2 separate regions of the Mus musculus genome follow, and region 1 is linked to region 2. Evidence: chromatin contacts called from public promoter capture Hi-C data. All regions are on one chromosome and are shown on one strand. The core of a region is the stretch at or near the end of the contact, and the rest is flanking DNA. Distances in the headings are between cores, read along the strand shown. Region 1 holds the start of Dip2b (disco interacting protein 2 homolog B). Region 2 holds the start of 4930578M01Rik (RIKEN cDNA 4930578M01 gene).

Region 1 (5,229 bases), core at 2,036-4,535, 1.1 Mb before region 2:
TGCTGCTTCCTCTTTTCTTAGAAGGCAGCCCCTGAACATGGCTCTGTCATGGTCTCCTGTGACGTTTTGTTGACATTTTTAAGAGATGTCCTCTGGCAGGCTCAGAGCTCCTTGAAAGCTGGCTCCTGCTCACCTCTGTATCCTCCGCACAGAAAGACGCAACATACAGGAGCCAATCAGCACGCAGGGACCACAGCTTTGGGAACCATCAGGACGGTGCAGAACTGTGGCATAAACACTGAATGGAGCACTTCCTTAGAGGAAGAAAAAACTATTGTGCAATCACAACTCGGCTATTTAAGCCATCAGATCCCATAATCACATCACAGCTTGAGATAATGGCTCTCACCAGAGATGCAGTTGTAAATGAAGGAACACTTAACCTTTCTGAGTCCAAGTCCTCCCTCTGCTAAACTAGAGGGCCAGGGGCACTGAGTGCATCTGCTTTAACATCAGCAAGTAGCTTAGTGACACTCGGATGACGTCATGAAAGCACCACACAGGTGATTAAAGGACAGATTAAAGGAAACAATTCTCAATGAGCCCCACTACACTGTGGGGTGGCAGATGGCACGTGAAGCTCCTGAGAAAATAAACAGAGACTAAGATAAGAACCCTATCCAACTCATCTATCAAGAAATTAACGTGTAAGTTCATTTTCTAAATGGTTCCCCAGACAGTTCCAGGCTGTCAGGGCAGAAGAGGTCCACGGTGAGCAGCCTGTACCAGCAGACCCACCACACAGGGCTCTGCACCGTGCTCTGCGGCAAACAACCCAGAGGAGGCAGGGACCTGCATCTCAGCAGAGCGGCTGATCTGTGACCAAAGCCTGCAGCAGAACACACGCACAAAGAAAATGCTCTAACAGTCCTTTGCTCAGACTCTCCCTATCTTTAGAACCGAGTAGAGCCTGAACCTACAAAAACCAGCAACGGAAAGAAGGAACTCACCAACGTCAGCAAGTCGGGACAAAGGCTTGAGTGGGGGAGGGGGCGAGGCAAAGTTTTTCTGTCAGAACAGTAATTATGAAGAAAACATTAAAAAAAAAAGGGAACGAGATTAGTTCAAAATATGCTGCAGATGTCACAAACACTACCACAGATCTGGGGATCCCTGATTTATTTTTATAACTTGAACTCTGGATAGCATCTTCCTACATCTCTAACCAACCATCTGTGTACTTGAAGCAGGACAGACAGATGGCCAATACGCTGACACTGCAGGCTCAAGGTTCCTCAACTGCTATTTTCTTCTAGAGTGCAAAGACATAAGATGCAGGACAATGCAGTACAAATCCTTAAGAGAGAAATTTAAACTAAGTCGTGTGCCAATCAAAGTATCCTGCGTGGAAGAATAACCAATTCACTGGTCCTTAAAAAAAAACAAAACATTTAAACCCTGGCATTCCCAGTTTCTAAGACTTTCACACCTTTTCAGGGAGTAGGGTGAGCTAGTCAGTAGTGGAACCTAGAAAGAGCCTTCCAAAGATGTCTAGAAACACCAAGAGCTGTAAACAATAATCGTGTGGAGCAGATCCATACCAAGGGGAGCACCCAGGATTTCCCTTTCCCGGTGAAAGCAATCAGGTCCTATTTTTAATCTCCCCCTCATGCAAACATCCAGGGAAACCTCCCATTCTGGCTAATGAAAGCTATAGCTGATTTGTTACTGAAAGTAAATACAGAACTGTTTTAAAAGATCTGAATGGAATTCGTCACACTCGGTGGCAACACTTTCACAAGAAGATGACAAGAAAAAAACAAAACCTTAAGGGAAATATATTTTAATAAACTACTTCAAATGTTTTTTTTTTTTTAAATCTGGTAAATATTGTAACCAAAGGTATCACCGGGCAAGCAACCCAAAGGTTTCCTATCTTCCTAAACGCTTCCCCACTGATTAATTGAAAAGTAATATGTTGATAATTGCATGCAGGTGAAAAGATCACCACCCTACACATTGGGAAAGCCTTAAAGGGTTATTAAAATTAATTATTTCCTTCAATCGAGTAAGATCTGTGACACTCAAACGCACTTCTGGCTTTTCACTATAAGTGATTCTCAAAAAGGTTTGAAAAAGCCCAGTGTCGTGACAAGTTAACAAAAAGTCGGAACTAGAACGCTCCTGGGAACTTGATCACATTCCTTACTCTTTTCCAATCAACAGTTTTTAGTGAACTTGAAAAATACTGGGGAGGGTCTTTGGCAAGGAATTCAACAATATGCAACTCTGGAGACATCAGCGAAGTGTACGGAAACCAAGCGCGGAGAAAATGCTGCTTTTGTTCAGAGGCCGCCTGCGATAAAAACAGGAACTTTACAGAGAAGCTGATCTCCACAGCACATTCGCCTGACCACATGCCCACAGCCGGCATTGAGGTCCTCATTGTTATCCAAGGCACTTCTCTTGTAACAGAGCCCAGATTTAGTCCATGTTTGAAATTATCTACACAAACCCAACCCTCCCTGTACCAATCCATTGTCAAAAGAAAGAGGGTGCCGGCCAGGATTTGCATGTACCCGGTAGCCACCTCTACAAAGACTCCAAAAGGTGACCAGATAGGAAAACCTAGACTGAATGCAGGTGGCAAGAAAAGCCTGCTGCTCCCAAGGACAGAGGCGGTCTAGAGGCAGCGGATCGGGGGGTCTCTGGGTTAGCGCCACCGCTTCCGACCTCCCTCGGACCCTCAATGGCTCCCCCGCTCCTTTCTCACGCCTGTCACTGGTGAGGCACCTCGCATTGTTAGAGAAGCAGGAAGACGTGCAGCTGCGGCGTCCCCCTGCGCCTCGTTCTGAAGCCGGAGCGAGGGGACAGGCGAGCGGCCCTTCGGGAGCAAGGCAGCAGAGGGGCAAGGTGTCAGCCGGAGGGCGCAGCTTTGTCTCCAGCTGACCCGTCCCCGGGTCCTGCGGGGCCCCCCAGGGACAACAATGAAAGCCCAGCCGCGCTTCGCGGGTGGGGAGCGGCGAGCCCCGCCAGCCCAGCCGCCCACAGGCCGCCGCCCGCTCGCCCGCTCGCCCGGCCCGCCGCGCGCTCGCCTACCCTCAGACAGCTCCAGCTCCAGCTCAGCCAGCTGCGCCCGCACCTCGGGGGGCAGCGCGGCCACCGCGGCCGGCGACGGCTCCAGGCCTCGCTCCGCCATCGCGGCTGCGCCAGCCACACTCCGGAAGACGAGAGGGGGCCGAAGGAGGGACGGACTGACGCGGGCCCACACCCCGGCTACAGGATCCGGCTCCAGCCGCCGAGAGCCGCCGGCGCTGCCGCTGCCGCCGCCGCCGCCGCCGCCATGAGCGAGGGTCACGTGAGCGTGCGGCCCCGCCCCCCGGCCTGGAGCTCGTCCCGCCCCGGAGACGCAGGACGGGCGTGGCTACAGCGCCCTCTACCGCGGATCTTGGAGAGCGCAGGCTGCCGTCGCCTGCTCTGCTCTCCTTGGGAAGATGCGGCACCTGCTGCATATGACGCCTACCTTCCACAAACTCTCAAGCAAGAGGACTCCGGGACGTTGCCCTTACTTCTTCCAGTCCCTCTCACTCGGGAGAGCATGCATCTGTCATGTCTTTTCCCCCATTTTCCCTGATGGACCTGCCTACAGGCCACATCCTTCATCTACCCCAGATTCTGGATTATGCCTGCCAACAACTCTTTGATTTCTTTTTCGGTGCTTCTTGTAATCCCAGCACTCAGGAGGTGGAAACCGGAGGATCTGAAGTTCAAGGTCATTCTCTCCTCAGTGAGAGCCAGCCTGGGCTACATGAGACCTGTCTCAAAACACAAGAAAAAAGATCACAGTCGAACTTGCTTCATCTTGCCTTGACTCCTAAAGACTTATAAAAAGAACTTCTGTGGGAATAGGGGTTGGGGACATGGTTTCATTGTTACAATCGCTGGCTGCTTCTGCAGAAGGCCTAAGCTCAGTTCTCAGCACTGGGCGTCTAATGCCAGCTTGAGGACCTCTGCAGACCTCTACACACACGGCTACATACACCGCATTCGGTATAATGGTGCACGCCTTTTATCCCAGCACACAAGAGGCAGAAGCAGGCTAATCTCTGAGTTTGAGGCCAGCCTGGTCTACATAGTGAATTCCTATTCAGCCAGGGCTACACAGTTAAGACCCTGTCTGGAGGAGCGAGGAACGGAGAGGGGAGGGGGAGGAGAGGAAGAGGAAGAGGAAGAGGAAGGGGAAGAGGAAGGGGAAGGGGAAGAAGAGGAGGAGGAGGAGGAGGAGGAGGAGGAGGAAGAAGAAGAAGAAGAAGAAGAAGAAGAAGAAGAAGAAGAAGAAGAAGAAGAAGAAGAAGAAGAAGAAGAAGAAGAAGAAAGAAAGAAAGAAAGAAAGACATCTCTTTATGCAGTCTTGCCTGACCTGGAACTCTCTACTCAACCGACAAAGGACAAAGATCCACTTTCATCTGCCTCCTTGCTGAGTGTTGGAATCAAAGACGTGCCCTAGCTTGATGGGGAGTTGGGGATAGCTTTTTTTTTTTTTTTTTTAGCCACCTCAGTATGTAACCTATATGTAGTCCAAAAGTACTCATTCTAGTTTAGTATATATAAGGAAGGCCAAAAAAAAAAAATCCCTGTATTCTTTTTCCCCTCTTTTATTATTATTATTTTCTTTATTTACATTTCAAATTTTACATTCCTGTATTCTTACCAAAAACTATTAAGATCTTTATTTTACATTGTAACTTTTGTGTTTAGTATTGAAATTTTGTCACAGGGAGACAACTGATTTATGATTTTTTTCCCCACTGTGTGCATGGGGGGGGGGGGGGTGGCACACACAGCCTGAGGGGATCCTAGTGTCTCTTTCTTTCCAAGGTGCTCCAAAATGGAAGCTGGGGATGTTAGAAGCAGGGAGCCCAGGAGTCAATCCCCAACATTACATAAACTGAGGAGCTAAATTCAAAATCAGTCTGCTCTGTCTCGAGTTCTAGGCGGGCCAGGACTCATAGAGAGATGTTATCTCAAAGCCACCATAAAGGAAAGAAGGAGGGAGGGAGGGAAAGAAGCGTGAGCTCAAAGCTGCTTAGGGGCAAGACGTTGAGATTACCTCTGAACTGAGCTAATGAGTGCTACGGATGTAATCCCATGTAAAGTTCTTGACTCCATGACATTCCGGAAGCCCCAAGATCCACCAATTTGTTCAATTGCACCTAGTATTATTTATGTATGAATTTATTTAGTGTATGGGTGTGTGTGTGTGTGTGTGTGAGAGAGAGAGAGAGAGAG
Region 2 (4,910 bases), core at 387-2,886:
CTGGAATTAAGGCGAAGGGGCTTGGCTCAGGCCTCGAGCCTTGTCACATTCCACAAACACTTGGCCCATCTGCTGTCTGACTGATTTTCAGACCAGAAGTCACATGTGGCTTCAGCTCTTGACAGCTGAAGTTGTCTTCTTGTGGAATTGGAATTTCAGTTTGGGACTGGTTGGGATGAGTTCACACACACACACCCTAAAATCAGGTTCTGTGGGTTAGAGAAAGCTCTCTGAGCCAGGAGGGATAGGCGGACATTTTAGAAACAACACAGGCTTATTTGTTGGAAACTGCCCCCAAATCAGGCTTGTTTCATGTCTAGTACTGCTCATTGCTCGTGTGTGTTTTGGTTCCTACTAAATTTCATCTGCCCGCTAAGTATCCGCTTGTATTGTGTTTAGAACAATGGAATATTTGTGTGCTTCTGTGAGAGCTACACAGCAGGAGACTGGCTGCCCGCAGCTGCCCCAGCCCTCAGACAGCCCTGAGACCAGCCTGGTTAGCCCTCCTGGAGACCCTTCAAAGGCTCCCTTTCACATTCGAGGCTCAGCTAGAACAAATAAGCAGATGTCACCGGCTTATCTTTACGTTTGTAAGTTTAAAAAAAAAAGTTGATAAAATTTTTCATAATATTTGAAAAAAATATTAATATTCACAAATTGTGAATATTCATAATTCTGCCTTGTGTTGGTTGATGGCAGCTACCCCTACAGTGGGCATTAGCAAAGCTTTTAATCTCGGGGTTCGAAGTTCCCAAAATATGTTACCTCATATTTTAAAGAACCTCGATTTAAAAATCATAAGCGCTTTTGGGGACAAGATCTGTTTTGCACTTCATATTTTCCACACATACGTCGAGGCTTTAGACATGCAGCAGATATCCATGGAGTTCATGAGTATTAGCTAGATGCTCTGGCACACGATGGTAATCCCAGCACTCAGGAGGCAGAAGCAGGAGGTTCAGGAGTTCAAAGACAGCTCCCACCCCCACCCCCACCCCCATCCTTGAAGGTCTCAAAAGAAATAAAGCAACTAAGAAAAGCATTAAAGAGACAGCGAATGTGAGCTCATGCCAAGTTTAGGCCACACCATCGGCACAGTACAATAACGCAACATCATTTACTCCAAAAATACCCTAAGTGCTTTCCAGTCATAGATTATCTCATTTAGAAACTCAGGCTGCGGGGCTGGAGAGATGGCTCAGCGGTTGAGAGCACTGACTGCTCTTCCAGAGGACCTGATTTCAAATCCCAGCAACCACATGGTGGCTCACAACCATCTGTAAAGGGACCTGGTGTTTCTGAAGACAGCTACAGTGTACTCATATAAATAAAATATATAAATTAAAAAAAGAAAGAAAGAAACTCAGGCCGCGTCACAGGTGCGGCTGTGAGGGTTAAAGGGGGCTGCACTTGGAAAAGACCAGATGTCACTATCACCCTTTTTTTTTTTTTTTTTGGTTTTTCTGTATAGCCCTGGCTATCACCCTATTTTATATGTGACAAAGCTCACTCACACAAGAAACACCGCTAATCAACAGTCTTCCCGGCTGGCATTCTCCAGTTTTGTTACTGTTGTTTCTGTTTTGTTTTGGACAGAGTCTCCCGGTGTGGGACAGACTGGCTTCTTCAGTCTCCCAAGGGTTTGGGTCACAGCTGTGCATCCCCGTGTCCATCCTCCGGGACTTTCCAGGCTACCAACCACACCCATAGCTCCATTCCTTAACCACCCTCCCTCGAGCCACAGTGACGTGCTTCCTCTGAAAGACCATCCCAGAAGTGAAAGCGCTCAGTACACCAGGTTTGCGATTCGTTCCCTGGGCTACCTCACTTCGTGTTTACAACATCGCCTTTGTGAGTCGGCCACTAATACCTCAGGTGTAAGGAATAAAGGACTGGAGAGTGGGGGTTAACCACCCGGAGGCAGGGGGCTAACGATAAACGGTGAGAACACAGCGCGCCTGCGCTGGGTCTCTGCGCTTACCGTGCTGCTATGGGCCGCCTGCTTCTCTAGTTCCTCTGTGTTGTTAGTAACACTCCAGTCAGCCATAACGCGTGTGCCTGTTTCAACCCGCCCCGTGAATACAAACCCAGTTAGATGTTGGCTTGTGCCATGAAGTCATTTCAAGAGCTGAGTGAAAACAAGGGAAAGGTTCTGATGCTAGCCGCATCAGCTGGGAGGAAGAGGCAGAAACGTTTAAAAGGAGCTCCACAGGGCACAGAGAGGAAAAGGACAGACAAGTCAAACAGAAAATACAGCATGGCGCGGTTCCTGTTTCTAAAAGTCACACAAAACAAATGACACACTTATACACATACATCCGTGAAGACCGAAGGAGAAATGTTGGTAACATTGGCTCTCTGGACCGGGGCCTGGCTTAAAGTGACAGAGTAGTGACATTTTATAAGATAGTTTATTAACATAATGGGTATGTAAGAGAAAGAAGAACTGGGCGGGGGCAGAGACGTTGTCAGAAAATAAAAGATCAGAATAAATAAATCTAATAAACATTTAAAAAAAAGAAAAAGAAAATAAAAGATTACCCCCTTGCTGTAAAGGTTGTGGCAGGAACACACTAGGCTAAAGCCACTGGTCTGTGTCCATAGAGACAGACAGATGTCGGCTTAACCTCTCATCGTGAATTCGATGGTTTTCAATATTTAATATTTCTTACTTCTACCAAAAAGGTTCTCACATTGTGGCTCTCGGAACTGGACCAGCCTGGGCGGGGGAGGGGAGGTATCGGCTGTGTTTCTTTGTGTTGTTGGACTAATTTCCTTATCTACCAAGAGGAGAGGCTAGAAAGAGACAGGCTCCAGAGAGTGGTGTGAGGATTAAATGAGAGAATAAATGGACAATAACTCAGGCCACAGGGACATGTGGGCCCCAGCCCTCCCACTTCACCTGATCTCTAACTTTATCTTTAAGATAATTAAATGTCCCTCTCTGAGAACTTTTGTTGTTCATTACTAATGGCCTACATCAACGCCAAATTAAACGAATAAAGCCTTGGAAATTTGGTATAATAGCTTGACAGACAGGCTTCATGGATTTGAAGCTTTACATTGTGCAAATGTATCTTTCTAAGCATTAATAGTATGGTTCATCTATTAATTTTAAGAAATATATTTTACCGGATTTAAAAAATAATACATCTCTCTTCCCTGAGACATTCAATTTTTTTTTTTTTTTTGAGAAGTCAAATTTTTGATGTGAGAGACCAATCACCCAGATCAGAGAGGCCATTTAAAGTACAAATCAGCCGGGCGTGGTGGCACACGCCAGGGGCAGGCAGATTTCTGAGTTCGAGGCCAGCCTGATCTATAGAGTGAGTTCCAGGACAGCCAGGGCTACACAGAGAAACCCTGTCTCAAAAACCTCAAAAAAACAACAAACCAAAAACCAAAAAAAAAGTACAAATCAAAAACGTAAATAGTTTTGCATCTTACAGCGTGTTTATTTACGACCCCAATAAAACTTAAGACGCTTGTGAAATTTCAGTAATGAAACCCATAAGCCTTGTATAAAGAGGATTTCAAAGATAGAGAAATGCTAGTGTCACTGGTATAACTTAATACAAGAGAAGAAGTGAGAGCCCACTCATAACATTAACAGCAATAAGAGCATGCACACACCCCTATGGTCAACAGCACACACAAAGCCCCTTGGTGATCAGCAGACACACAGCGCCACGTCCAAGGTTACACATGACGTAACCTTCTTCTGTTTCAACCTCACCTGCGGAACAAACCGGAGCTCTCTCAGGCCTTTGTTGGATGTGCGTGAATTTTAAAAAGCGAAGAGACCTGAAGATTTGCGGTGCAGTAGATAAGAATCCAGGGAGAGACGTTTTACACTCTGAGTGAAGGCAAGGTTTGAGCTGAAGGACTGTCCCCAAGCACACGAACCACATCCCCCTGAGGTCCTCCCATCCTTAACCGGGGCTGTCAGCTCAGAGCCGGGCACCCATTGTTCGCTTTCTTCTACTCTAATTAGATTTGGCAGATTGCTCTCTGGCTTGACTGGCTGTTGCCAAGCACACAGAGAAGAGTTGGGGCTGACCTTATCACTGTGCCGCTGGGAGCAGAGCCCCTCGTCCTAGTCAACAGATGACAGAAAAACATACCAGCAGCTTCCAATCTGTTCCTTGCCTTCCTTCGTCTCTGGCTCTTTCTGTAAAAGCTCCTGACAGTCTGAGTTTTCTTATCCTCAATACTGAGAAACTGATCGCCTGGGTAGGCTATGGGAGAATTGTTCAGGGCTACTCTAGATTGTGCATATTAACACTATAACCTTTGTAATGGTGTGACTTTTGTCTGTAACACTGTGACCTTTGGTTTTTTCTGCAAGCTTCAGAAAGAGGGTAGGTAGGTGGGCACACTCTCCCCGCCCCCTTCCTCTTCCCTTTCCCTCCCTTCCCCTTCCCTTCTTTCCTTTCTCCCTTTCTATGTTTCTTCAGGGCCTCCTATATCTCAGGCTCAATGCTGAGGGTCTAACCTAGGGAATGCCAGTCAAGCACTCTTCCTACTGTGATGCCCAGGGTACTCAGTCTAGCCATATAGCCCTGGCTGTCTTGGAACTTGTTATATAGACCAGGCTAGACCTAAATTTGTGGTAATCATCCTGCCTCTGCCTCCAGCAGTCTATTTTTTTTAATTTTAAAATTATATTCATTATGTATTCCTGGAGGAGGGGCACAGGTATGAGAATCAGTGTCCAGACTGACCTCAGGGTATCAGGCTTGTGGCAAGTCCCCTTCCCTGCCGAGCTGGCTCACTAAGATCCACCTGTTTCTGTCCCCTAGAACTGGGAATGTGTAACACCATGCACCATGACCTCACACCCCCCCCCACACACACACACACTCACACTAATGTCACAACGTATTAGTTTAGATGACCTTATTCAGATA

The links. Promoter capture Hi-C pulls out the DNA fragments that hold promoters and counts their contacts.
Region 1: a promoter capture Hi-C map of liver shows a contact between it and region 2, with 5 times the contacts expected there. The contact joins the promoter of Dip2b here to the promoter of 4930578M01Rik in region 2.

The regions. Positions count from the first base shown.
Region 1 is chr15:100,036,720-100,041,948 of GRCm38.p6, reverse strand. It overlaps Dip2b (disco interacting protein 2 homolog B), which reads right to left and starts at 3,285. Exons shown (of 38, transcript NM_001159361.2): 1 at 3,040-3,285. The coding sequence starts at 3,139.
Region 2 is chr15:98,982,691-98,987,600 of GRCm38.p6, reverse strand. It overlaps 4930578M01Rik (RIKEN cDNA 4930578M01 gene), which reads right to left and starts at 1,636. Exons shown (of 4, transcript NR_045991.1): 1 at 1,515-1,636.